Regions from separate parts of the Gossypium hirsutum genome. Here region 2 is linked to region 1. The links are chromatin contacts, called in public Hi-C maps. All regions are on one chromosome and are shown on one strand. Each heading gives the region's core, a stretch centred on a gene start, on an enhancer-like site or on the middle of the called end of the contact. The rest is flanking DNA. Distances are from core to core; before and after follow the strand shown. Region 1 holds the start of LOC107948232 (carbon catabolite repressor protein 4 homolog 1). Region 2 holds the start of LOC121203634 (zinc finger protein 8).

Region 1 (5,694 bases), core at 2,488-4,987:
AATTTTATTCTTACTAGACTAGACCAAATTTTACCTTAACAACACTTTCAAATTATTAACCATTTTTATCAACAATTATTAACTCATTATTTATTTCAAATTATTAGCAATGGATTTCAATAATTGCATTCACATTTCACTTCAGCTATTCTTAACTTCATTATTTATTTCAAAGTAAAAACTACAATATTGAAGGACAAATTAAGAAATCCAATAGTACTTACTTCTTTCAATGTGTCAAAAAAAACAATTATTAACTTCCTAATACCTTGAATTTTCTTCCACACAAACTTGAAAACATCATTTCCATCAAATCGTCATTTTCTCATATTAAAAAATATAACAAAAATTAGCATATAATATTTCCAAGCTTTCTCATAAAAATCAAACCCAAATATATGTTAAGTAATATGAAAAACACCATTATTTATATTATTGAAGTTCTTTCTCAATGTCTTCTATTTTCTCGCTCAAAAACTCATAAAAACCTAGACTAAAAATTATATGATTGATGATGAAAATGTGGTTAGAAGGTAATTTTATAAGTGACTACAACAAAATCTAAAAATGGGTGAAGATATTTTTGATAAAAAAAATGAAGGAGAAAGTAAGGAAGAGAAAGCTCACATGAAAGGCATGGTTGGCTACTCCTTAGCTGAAATTGAGTTCAATTAAAAAAAAATTCAAGTGGGCTAAAAGCCCAAGTCCAACTTTTAAACCTGATATTTCATAAATTGTGGCTCCTGTTGTAACTCATGGCCCATATGATACAAATGAATTTCATAATATTTCTACCATAAAATATCCTTTTATGATAAACTTATCATTTTGTTACTTTTGATTCTTTGTATAATTTCATCACAATAATAGGTAATTATCGAAACCAAATCTAATATCACTTATAATCTTTAATATAAATCAATGTAGGGTGAAAATTACATATTTTTCTCTTTATAATTTACAATTTAATCTATATATTTTTTTATCTTTCCAATTTAGTCTCAAAAGTTATTTTTCACTAAACTCATACTAATTCCAATTTATACTTATTTTAATTCATCAATAGTAATTCTCTTTTCTCATTTTGATTATATTTATATTTTAATCTTTAAACTTTTCAAAATTCAAAAAATTGTTTTCATAATTTTCTACCCAATTATCAAATTTGCTTTCATATGATTCCTTTATATGACTCATTTTCAAATTTTCTCACCAATTATTTGTATCTGCTGCAAGAATATTACTGTGTCAAATTGAAATTTTTGAGAAATTACAATTCAATACATGATTTTTCAAATAATTATAAAAAATATAAAAATATTTAAAAAATATAAAGAATTATAAGAACTTATAAAAGTATTTAAATTATTAAAAATTCATAAAAATAAAAATAATAAAAGCAATGTCTATGATGAACTTGGACAATAATTATTTGGGCTAAAATTAACTTAGAATAACCATCTGTCCATATTGTTAAATAATTTTAAAAATAATTTTAAAAATATTAAGAATTATATTTTTAATTTTTTTATAATTTTATAATTATTTAAAAAACCACGTTCAATGAATAAACATGTATGTATTTTTTAAAATAATAATTAAAAATTTATTTAACTTTTAGGAATTTTTATTTTTTAAATATTGGATAATATGACAACAATGCTACATCAATATGAGGTATAATGTCGTTGTTTGATTAATTTGTTAGCTATATCATTTCTAACAATAGAAATTGATAGAAATTTTTAATAGAAAATCTAATTTACTATTTGATCTAACCTACAATGACTAGTTTATTAATTTTTACCTAATAATTAATTAAAAGTTTATTGATAAAATTTCATATAATATGATTCGGTAAATTGTAGTAGTTTTTATCAATCAATCAATGATTTATCATTCAGATGAAATTTGGTTCAACATCTTCTTCAAATCAGCAAAATAAATGGACAAGAGAAAATAAATTTTATTTGCCGGTCACGTTATTATTATTGGGATTTTTTTATTTATATATTTTTATATTTTTTTGAAACCTTTTATTTTGTAATTATTGAATGAAATAAGTCTCAAAATTATATATAAACTTTGATTTAATGTGTAATCATATAGGTGAATTTTAATTTGCGGGTCATGTAATTATACACGTAAAACTCTAATTGTGGTTCAAATGTATACTTGAAACTTTAATTTTGATTTAATTATACATATTTAAAAAAATAGATACATCAATTTATTTTTAAATTAGATAAATATAATTATTTATGCATGCAATATATAAACATAAAATGATGTTATATCAATAATTGTATTAATAATTTACAAGAATTGGATCAAATCAAAAATTTATGTATAAAATTGCACAAAATTAAAGTTCATGTATACAATTGTACATTAAACCATAGTTTATGTATATTTTTGGGATTTATCCTTTATTGAATAGATGGTTTAACTAGTTAAATTGGGTGAATTGAAAATTGATAATGCAGTTGATTTAATCACCAATCGAATTCTTTTAAAATTAGTTGAATTTAATTAAATTATTTTTGTTGATTGAGTTTGAACTCGGTTGGCATCGTCATTGTTGCCGGTACAAGAGAAAATGGGTTTAAGCATATTGAAGCGCACTTATATTCCTATTTAAGGGCAGTGATTAAAGATGGCAAAAAAATTTGAATTTGATAGGTTTCGGCCCAACCCGATCCATGAGGGTCGGATTTTTTTTTTTGAGAAATAGGATTCAGACGGGTGAAACTATAAAAATAGTCTGTCAAGAGAGGTAAATCCGCTTTGCCTTGCCCTGGGATATTTTCAAAAAATTGCCCCTAATATATACATATATTAAATATTTTCTTTCAATAAAATACATATATAAAAAAATATATTAATATTTAAGTCTAAATTAAAAAATTATTCTTATATGCTTCTAAATAAAAAATAAAATAATTAAATTAATTTCAGGTCGGATCGAGATGCAGTTAGGCATTTTATTAAATTTTGAGTTTGGGCTTAGGGTGAGTTTTTTCTTAAGACTTGGGATTGGGTCGGGGCAAATTGGTCAAACTTCGGGTTGGGGTTGAGATAATTCATCTTGCCTCACACCGTTGCCATCCCTTATTGGGGTAGGGTTACGGTAGAGGTATCCATGGGTTAGGTAGAGACCCGATTCCAAAAAACTTTTCAAGTCCAGACTCGTTTTCGGCCAAGCTTGGTCTACTCAAAAAGCCCATTTTACCATTTAAAAAATAATAAAATGATAAAAATTATATTTTAATTGATATTTTATATATTTTTATAATTAAATTTAAATTTAAAAATATTTTTCATTGTTGAAATTGAACTCAGGGCAAGTGGACCCAAGGTGTGAAAATATTTATTTAAACTTAATCCTAGTCGAGTGAGATTTATAGGACCTTTGGACAAGTCTAGACTAAAGAGTAGTTTTTGAATTAAATTTTTTATTTAAATTTAAATTAATTTGAAAATTGAATACCAAAAGTACACCACACAAAAAACTTAAACCGATTATCCTACCATATAAATTAATTAAATCGATTGGATTTACTTAGCACAATCAATTTATGGACTTTTTCACCTAAACTTTCCTTTAGATGAATAGACATGTGTTGCCTTAATTTTAATTTTTTTAAGAATAAATATTAAAGTTAAAATTACGTCAATTTTATATGGATATATCGCTGGAAAGATTACAAATGTATTAATTTTTATCCTTGAAAAAAATTATTTCTCTCTATAAATAATATACAGATATCATAAATAAAGACTTTCCTTTTTCACGTCCTCTGTAAAACCCTAACTATCATTCGTTCCCCTCATTTCCCCCCTTTCTTTCTCTATATCTCTTCTTCGATTCATTCCTTCAATCATTCTCTATTTCAAAACCCTAAATACCGTTACAAGATCTGTTCTTGGTTCTTGCATGTTTGTATTTGGGATTAATCAACAAGTCTTCTAGGGTTTGTTTAATCGGAAAAAAAGAAAGAAAAAGAAAAGGAGGACGATTGTCAAGGCTGGCGGGTTTTCGGGTCAAGTAAATGGCGGATCCGCCTGGATTCCGCCTCGATGAGATTGCGCATCATTTCGAGGTCATTTCTTGCTCTGCTGCTCTTGCTAGTGTAGGATTGGATTTGATAGGTTTACCAAGTGGTGACCGTTGCGAACTGTGACCGACCAAGGAAGCCCGAGAAGTTAAAGCATGCTGAGCGTGCTACGTGTGCACCTCCCTTCTGATATACCAATTGTTGGCTGCGAGCTCACGCCTTACGTGCTCTTACGCCGACCTGACAAGACCGTTACAACCGATGATGTGCCTGAGTCGGCCCCTCTTGATGGCCACTTCTTGAGGTATAAGTGGTAAGTGTTTTTAAATCCGTTGAAGAATCTATCTTTTAGGTTTTTTATTGGTTGGTTGCGGGGGTTATGCCAATGGCTAGGCTAATTTCATTTAACTTTTCAAGTGGTATGAAATTTTTTATGTCTAATTAACAATTAAACTCTTTATTATTTATTTATTTATTTATTTATTTATTTCTTGGTTTATGTATTTTGGTTAGTTGTCATGTTGGCCAATTGGATTTTGAGCTAGTTCTTTTGGGTGTGTTATTATTTGATTGCTTTTTACTAAATGTGTGAACTGCTTTTTGTAGGTGGCAAGTGTTTGCATTATAAGACAATTTCTTAGATTCTATGTTTCATTCCTTTTTCTTTTTTTACTTTTTGGTGTTTTGGCCTTTGTGTAGTTCTCATTTTGATCAATGGGGGTTTGAGTTTGGTTTTTGGGTTTGATATATATGACTGTTTTTAGTAAATACAGTATATGTGACATTGTCGAGTTTTTCCGTAAGGGATGCGTGGAATTGAGGTCTATAAGTTGAGTTTTTCTACCTGTGCATTTGGAGATAGTGTGGTTGCTTTTTACTGGATTGCAATCTGTTTTTGTTACTCCGTGTTCTGGATTATCTTGTTTGTTTAGTGATGTGTTTATTTTTTAAATTCTTGAAGTATCAAGAAGTAGTTTCTTGAGTCTGATTCTGGCATTGAGTTTCATGCCATTTTGTTTGGTTTTACTTGGATTTAGTTTTCGCTGCTTGAGTCAAGATTGTTGCAATTGAGCTCTTTGTCTCTTTATGCGTCATAGACAAAACTAGGTTCAATGAGCTAGAATCTTCCATAGAAGGCAATAATTTGTTTCCTTTGTTTTCATTCTTGTGGCCACCTGGCACCACTACTCCTATGAAAGCTCGTAAGAACGTTTCAACATAGACTGAGAGTAACTACACTTAATATTTGATCATAGGAAGAAAGAGTTACCAGAAAGGTACTCCTAAGGCATTTAATGTGCTACTGGTAATTATCAAGCTTCTGCTATTTAAAGTAACTTGGGGTTGAACAAGTAAGTCTAGTTTTATTTCAAGAATTACCAGAAACTCCTGAAAAGGTAATAGAAACTTGAAATTTATAATGGTTGCCTTATGTTTCATCACAAAAGATCCTAGAACTTTAAACATTGGTTATGGTTTCAGTTTCGGTTTCAGTTACATGTAGTAATATAATAAAGATGTTTAGTAAAATATGAAGTTGAGTTTATTGATTGTTCAGTCCTTGTATGGTATTTAGGTCAACTTTATACTTTTGTTTTGTCATCAGTTACATGTAGCTATATAATAAGATTAAATT
Region 2 (5,470 bases), core at 958-3,457, 780 kb after region 1:
TGATTTCTTTTATCACTATATAGTTTCTTGTAAAAATTAAAGATTGTTTTAAAAGATATGGTTTCTATATTCATTTATTAGTTATTGCTTTCAAACAATTTAATATTTGATTGTATATACATATGTTTTTCTTAGTAAAAGTATACATATTTATGTTATGTAAAAAAAAGTATTGGATGGTTTATTTTATTTTTGTTTTAATTAAGTTAAAAAAAAAAAAGATCCGGGTGTGGCCTTAATGTTGCCACCTTTGTACCCTCAGCTTCTGGTCTCATGACAGGAAGTTCCACCGCTAATCTTTATGCATATATCATCAGACATCATTTAAAGTTTGATTTCCAAACATCCTAAACATAAAAGAAATGTTGTCTTTCTCACACTCTCTTCATATATATGACTGCATTCTGATCTAATACTATGAACAAGACCCAAAAGAAATGAACAATTGTTATCCTATATGAAAAAGGAAATTCATGCAGATACCAGGAAAACCCCTTATATAATGTATTGTTATGTTTAAACTGTCTTTTTTTACCCCTCTGTTGCAGTATTAAATACAAAACTTACACCTAAATAAATCTCTTTCTCTCACCCTCTACACCTGTTTCAGACAGACAACGTATAGATTTAGGCACACGTGTGTGTGTGGCTACACAGATGTTCATGTGCTTTCTCACAGATATAGCCACTCCGGAAAACAATATTCTTCACACATGTGAAAGTTTCTGAAATAGGGAACGCAGATTAACATGACCTTTCAACCTAATACATGACAGCAAAAATCATAAATCTTCAAAAAACGAGAGAGGGAGACCTTGTATTATGTTTGAGTTAGCATTTTGGAACTGGGAATTATTTTTTTTAACGTACGTAAGTTCACATCTGAGCTGATGGTTTAGAAGAGAGATGAATACTGAGGAATTCGTAAAACATTTTATTTACATCATACTATATAATAAGGAAGAAAATCCAAGATGTTAAAAGATTTGTGTGCTAGGAATTATTATATATATAATATAATCGCCTCATCTTGCAGAGCAAAGATTTTGATTTTGTTTTTCTCGTTTAAAATTAAATCAAAAGTTATTACAGATGTAGATCCAAACTCACATGGTCTTGCAATCTTGGCTTGGATTCATAAACGTACCGACTCTGGGAGCTTGAACCACCACCGCCAGCAACAACCTGAGAGGGCGGCTTCAACTCATCGCCGGTAAACAAAGGCAAGGGATGCGAGGATGAGGATGATGAGGAACGGTCAGGATTGAAATTAGAAGAGTTATTTTGAAGGGTAGAAGGAATTCTCCATAACCCCAGTGGGCTGCCATTGATGGGTGGGTGATGAGAAAAGGAGGTATGGTTCCCATAAAACCTACTGGTACTACCGGTAAAGCTAGAGTTCCATGAAGGGTAAGTGATTGGTGGTGTTGGAGCTGAGCCTAGCCTGTAGTTAACAAGTCCATAAATATGAGCATCAGATAAAGAGGTGTGCACCATTGCTGACTGAAGATGAGCTCGTTTCGCATGTTGGCGTTCCCTTTTGTGAGCGTTTTGGTGACCACCTAAAGCTTGGGAGGTGGGGAAGTTTCTGCAACAATAATGGCACTCAAACCTTCTGCTATTATCACCATTGTTCTCGTTCTCCTTGGTGGTATCTTCGTTGTTCTCGGCTGAGTCGGACTCGTTGCTGGGCGTAGCTGGGTCAACACCACCGAATTCCTTGCCGAACAAACGGATGCCCTTTTCTTTGTTGGGGGCAGGGCGGATAAAGGGAAGCTGAGAGAAGGATTCTACGTTCATGAAGTCGTGAGTCTCCCTTTCGTTCTTCTCCATGATTAAACAAGAGAAAAGAGGGTGGGTTGAAGTGTTTGGGAAAAGGAGGAGGAAAGAAAGGGGGGGGGGGTTGGCTAATGGGGCTATAGAGAGGGAATGGTTATGGTTATGGAAGAGGGAAGCACGGACAAAAGGGTTGGAGGCAAGCCATGGCACATGATCTGAGAAGTTGTGATCCGATGGATGAGAGTGGGTTTGTCAAAAGGACTACCTTGGCCTCCTTTCACTTAAATGTTTACAGTGTTTTGGAAAAATCTGCCACACCCTCCTAACATCTTCATTATTTACCACACTTATGAATTTATCTTCTTTTTTTCTTTTTCTTTTTTTTTTTTTAAATTATGAAGGAAATTTGTTTATATAAAATCAATGATTCAACCTAAACTAAAACATCCGCTAATCCATCTCAAGATTTGTTTTAATGTTCCTATTTATAATTTATAGAAAATTATAAAATTATTAAAATTATAAATTCCCCTATTATTTCTTTTAAATATTATTCAATTTCCAGTTTATTTACAATACCGAGAGTAATATAGATGTAACCCAAATAATATCAAAGTTTTTATCAATATATCATTATTTTATTTGTGCTTAAAAGAGATATATCATGAAATATAGAGATGTTTCAGAAAGGTTTCGAATTTATATAACACTTTTAGGTGGTTGAGATTAAGAGTGTATTTGGTTGGATGGAAAAGTGAAAGGACGAGACAAGTGAGTGAAAAAGTAAAAAAAATAAATAAATTTTGAGACTATGGAAGAAAAGTGGAAGTAAAGAAAATAGAAGAGATAATAATTTTCAATCTTAATACATAAAAATCAAATTAGAATGACGAGAAGAGAGAAATTGAGAAATAAACATATGCTAGTTTAAAATTTCATTTTTCAAGTAAACCAAGCAAGGGATTCCTTTTTAGTTTTTCTATCATTCTACCAAGTTTATGTTTATTTATCAATTCCTTCAATTTTCCATCTTAGTATTGTGTTTTGAGAATTTTTGGTTTCATAGAATGTTATATTGAAATCAGTAGGAAGAATTAAGAAACCTAGACTTAATGGAGCTCTTTTATGGTCAAAAAGGTTAAATAGGAAATATTGCTTCTTATATTCATTTCAGTATTTATTTCTTCCCTGCTGATTTTATCTGTGGAGATGGTTCAGTAGCTATAAACTTAAGATTGTTTAAGGGCAGTCCAATAATTAATTAATTTGTGACTTTTAATTTATAATTATTTTTTTATAGATTTTTTACTATTAATCAGTTTGGCATACAAGTATTTTTCTGTGCTATTTTATTGAAGTAGATCATTTTTAAATATTACTTCAATATTTTTAATTATTTAAATAAAAATGCATCGGTTTAAGGTATTTCAAATTAAATTACAACATAATATTTGGTTATATAATTGTTTAATAAATTTTAATGAATGTTGCAATTAATAATATTTTCGATTGGTATGTTTTCACATTAGGTCTTTAACAACAGTTTTGTGATTTTACATTTTTAATATTTAATCATTTTTTAAAATATTTTATTTTTAATTATAGTAATTAACATAAAATAATATTTTTGTTTGAATTATTAAATATACTTAAAATGCATTAACCTATAAATTTAAATATTGTGGTAGAAAATTTTCAAATCATAATTAAAGCATTTTTAACTTATTCAAAATAATAACTAATTAATATAATTATCTCTTATATTAATTAAGTGATAATTGAGATGCTTAGAATTTTATTAGGTAATAACTCTATTTTAGATCAATAAAATTAGCAAACAATTTTTAACTAATAATTGTAAATTACATTTTTAAATGTGTAAAACTCACAATTTCAAGTTCTAATAAATTATAATTATTTTTAAAAGTATAATTATCACAAATTTTATTTTATTTTATTTTATTTTATTTTTAAATATGAATTTAGTAATATATTAGAAAATAAAAGATATTCTTTATCAGTTGAAAAAAATTTTCAAACTTAAACTTTCAGATATATACATATATGATTGTACGAATGATATGGAGAAAAATGTTATTCATTTAAAAATTCATTTTTAATTTATTTTTAGTTGGTTGTTATCGAAGAAACAAACTACATATATCATCATAAATTTATATTCTGAAAATTACTTAATTTAAATATCAAGCAAAATTTTTTAGTTTCTTATAGTAACATGTATATATAAAATAATAATAAGTTATATTATTTTTTTTACCAATTAAAATACTATAAATCTTACATAGCACGGGTAAAAAACTAATCATATATAATATTTATTAAATATCTATATAACCATAGGGATAAATACTAAAAGTATTCTTGATCTTTAATACAATTTGCAATGTTATATATCAAATTTTAATTTTGGTTCAATTGTCACATTTCACTAACCCGTTATCTATGTGACACAATTTTTCATTAAATAATGTGTAAATTGTTGGCATGACATTTTATTATGTTGAGAAACCAACTAATAAATTTAAATTATTTACACCTAAATTAAAAAAAATAAACACACTTGGAAAAATGGCCTCTTATTTCCTCAAGAAATTTATTCTTGTTAAATTTAAGTGAAAATAATTTAATTTTTTTTAACCTAATAAAATGCCATGTCAGCAATTTATATGACTTAACAAAAAATGGGTCACATAGATAATGAGGTTAGTGAAATAAGAAAATTGAACTAAAATTAAAGTTTGATGTATACAAATACACTAAATTAATGTTAATGTGTAATATTAAAAATATATTGTATCAAAGTTCATGTATAATTTTAGTATTTATCCCAATAACCATCATTTAAAGTAAACTTTTAAGAAACATTTTAAAAACGTTGTAAACAAATTTAAATGTCTTTTAAATTAAAATTGTTTAAAGTTTTAAATATATTTTTTTATAAATAATTTTATAAATTAAAAATGCTTAAAAATTATATATATTTTTTAAAAAATGGTTTAAAATTTTTAAAGCAATTATTTGTCAATTAAAAATGTACAAAAATTAATAAAATTAGTATGGTTTCTCCATGCTTTGCATTGTGTTAATTATTTAGTTCTTGACAAAATTATAATGTTTAAATTTAAATATTATAATTTTCTCAAAGTTTTTATACTCTTCGTATATTTGGAGTTTAATCTTCATACTTTCATTTTTAAGAATTTATTTCTCTACTTTTCAAATTTAAAAATTTATGTTTATTTGTTAACATAGTTAAATTTTTTTTTGTTAAATTATCTAGTGTGGCATTTTGAAGAAAAAATCATTTGGTAACCATGTAACAAAAAATAACATTATAACAAACTTGAATTTAATAAAGAGTTTTAACCGTGCTAACAATTCTTCAAAGTTCACATCATCATTTTAATTAAAATGAAGTATTTAGACTAACTTATAGCATTATAAAAGTTAAGGTGCCAAAATATGTCAAAATTAAAGTATATTCAATAAAATTTAAGAGAACTATAAGGATCAAATTTGAATTTAACTATTCTTATTATTTAAAAAAATTAGAGGGATTGGTTTAAGGTATTTCCCATTATATTTTCATGTAAAAAAAGTTGCATAAGTTTTAAAAATAATGCTAAAAATTAAAATTGCTTTAAAGTTGTTTTAATTTTTCAATATTTTT

What was found. Hi-C and Micro-C count contacts between places; a contact is called where the count stands out from the background.
Region 2: a Hi-C map of leaf shows a contact between it and region 1, with 2.4 times the contacts expected there. The contact joins the promoter of LOC121203634 here to the promoter of LOC107948232 in region 1. A contact is called at or near these places in 3 of 34 Hi-C or Micro-C datasets (callus and leaf).

The regions. Positions count from the first base shown.
Region 1 is chrA04:21,485,018-21,490,711 of Gossypium_hirsutum_v2.1, forward strand. LOC107948232 (carbon catabolite repressor protein 4 homolog 1) reads left to right here and starts at 3,738. Exons shown (of 12, transcript XM_016882708.2): 1 at 3,738-4,371. The coding sequence starts at 4,214.
Region 2 is chrA04:22,268,299-22,273,768 of Gossypium_hirsutum_v2.1, forward strand. LOC121203634 (zinc finger protein 8) reads right to left here and starts at 2,208. Exons shown (of 1, transcript XM_041111365.1): 1 at 1,031-2,208. The coding sequence starts at 1,833. The coding sequence ends at 1,087.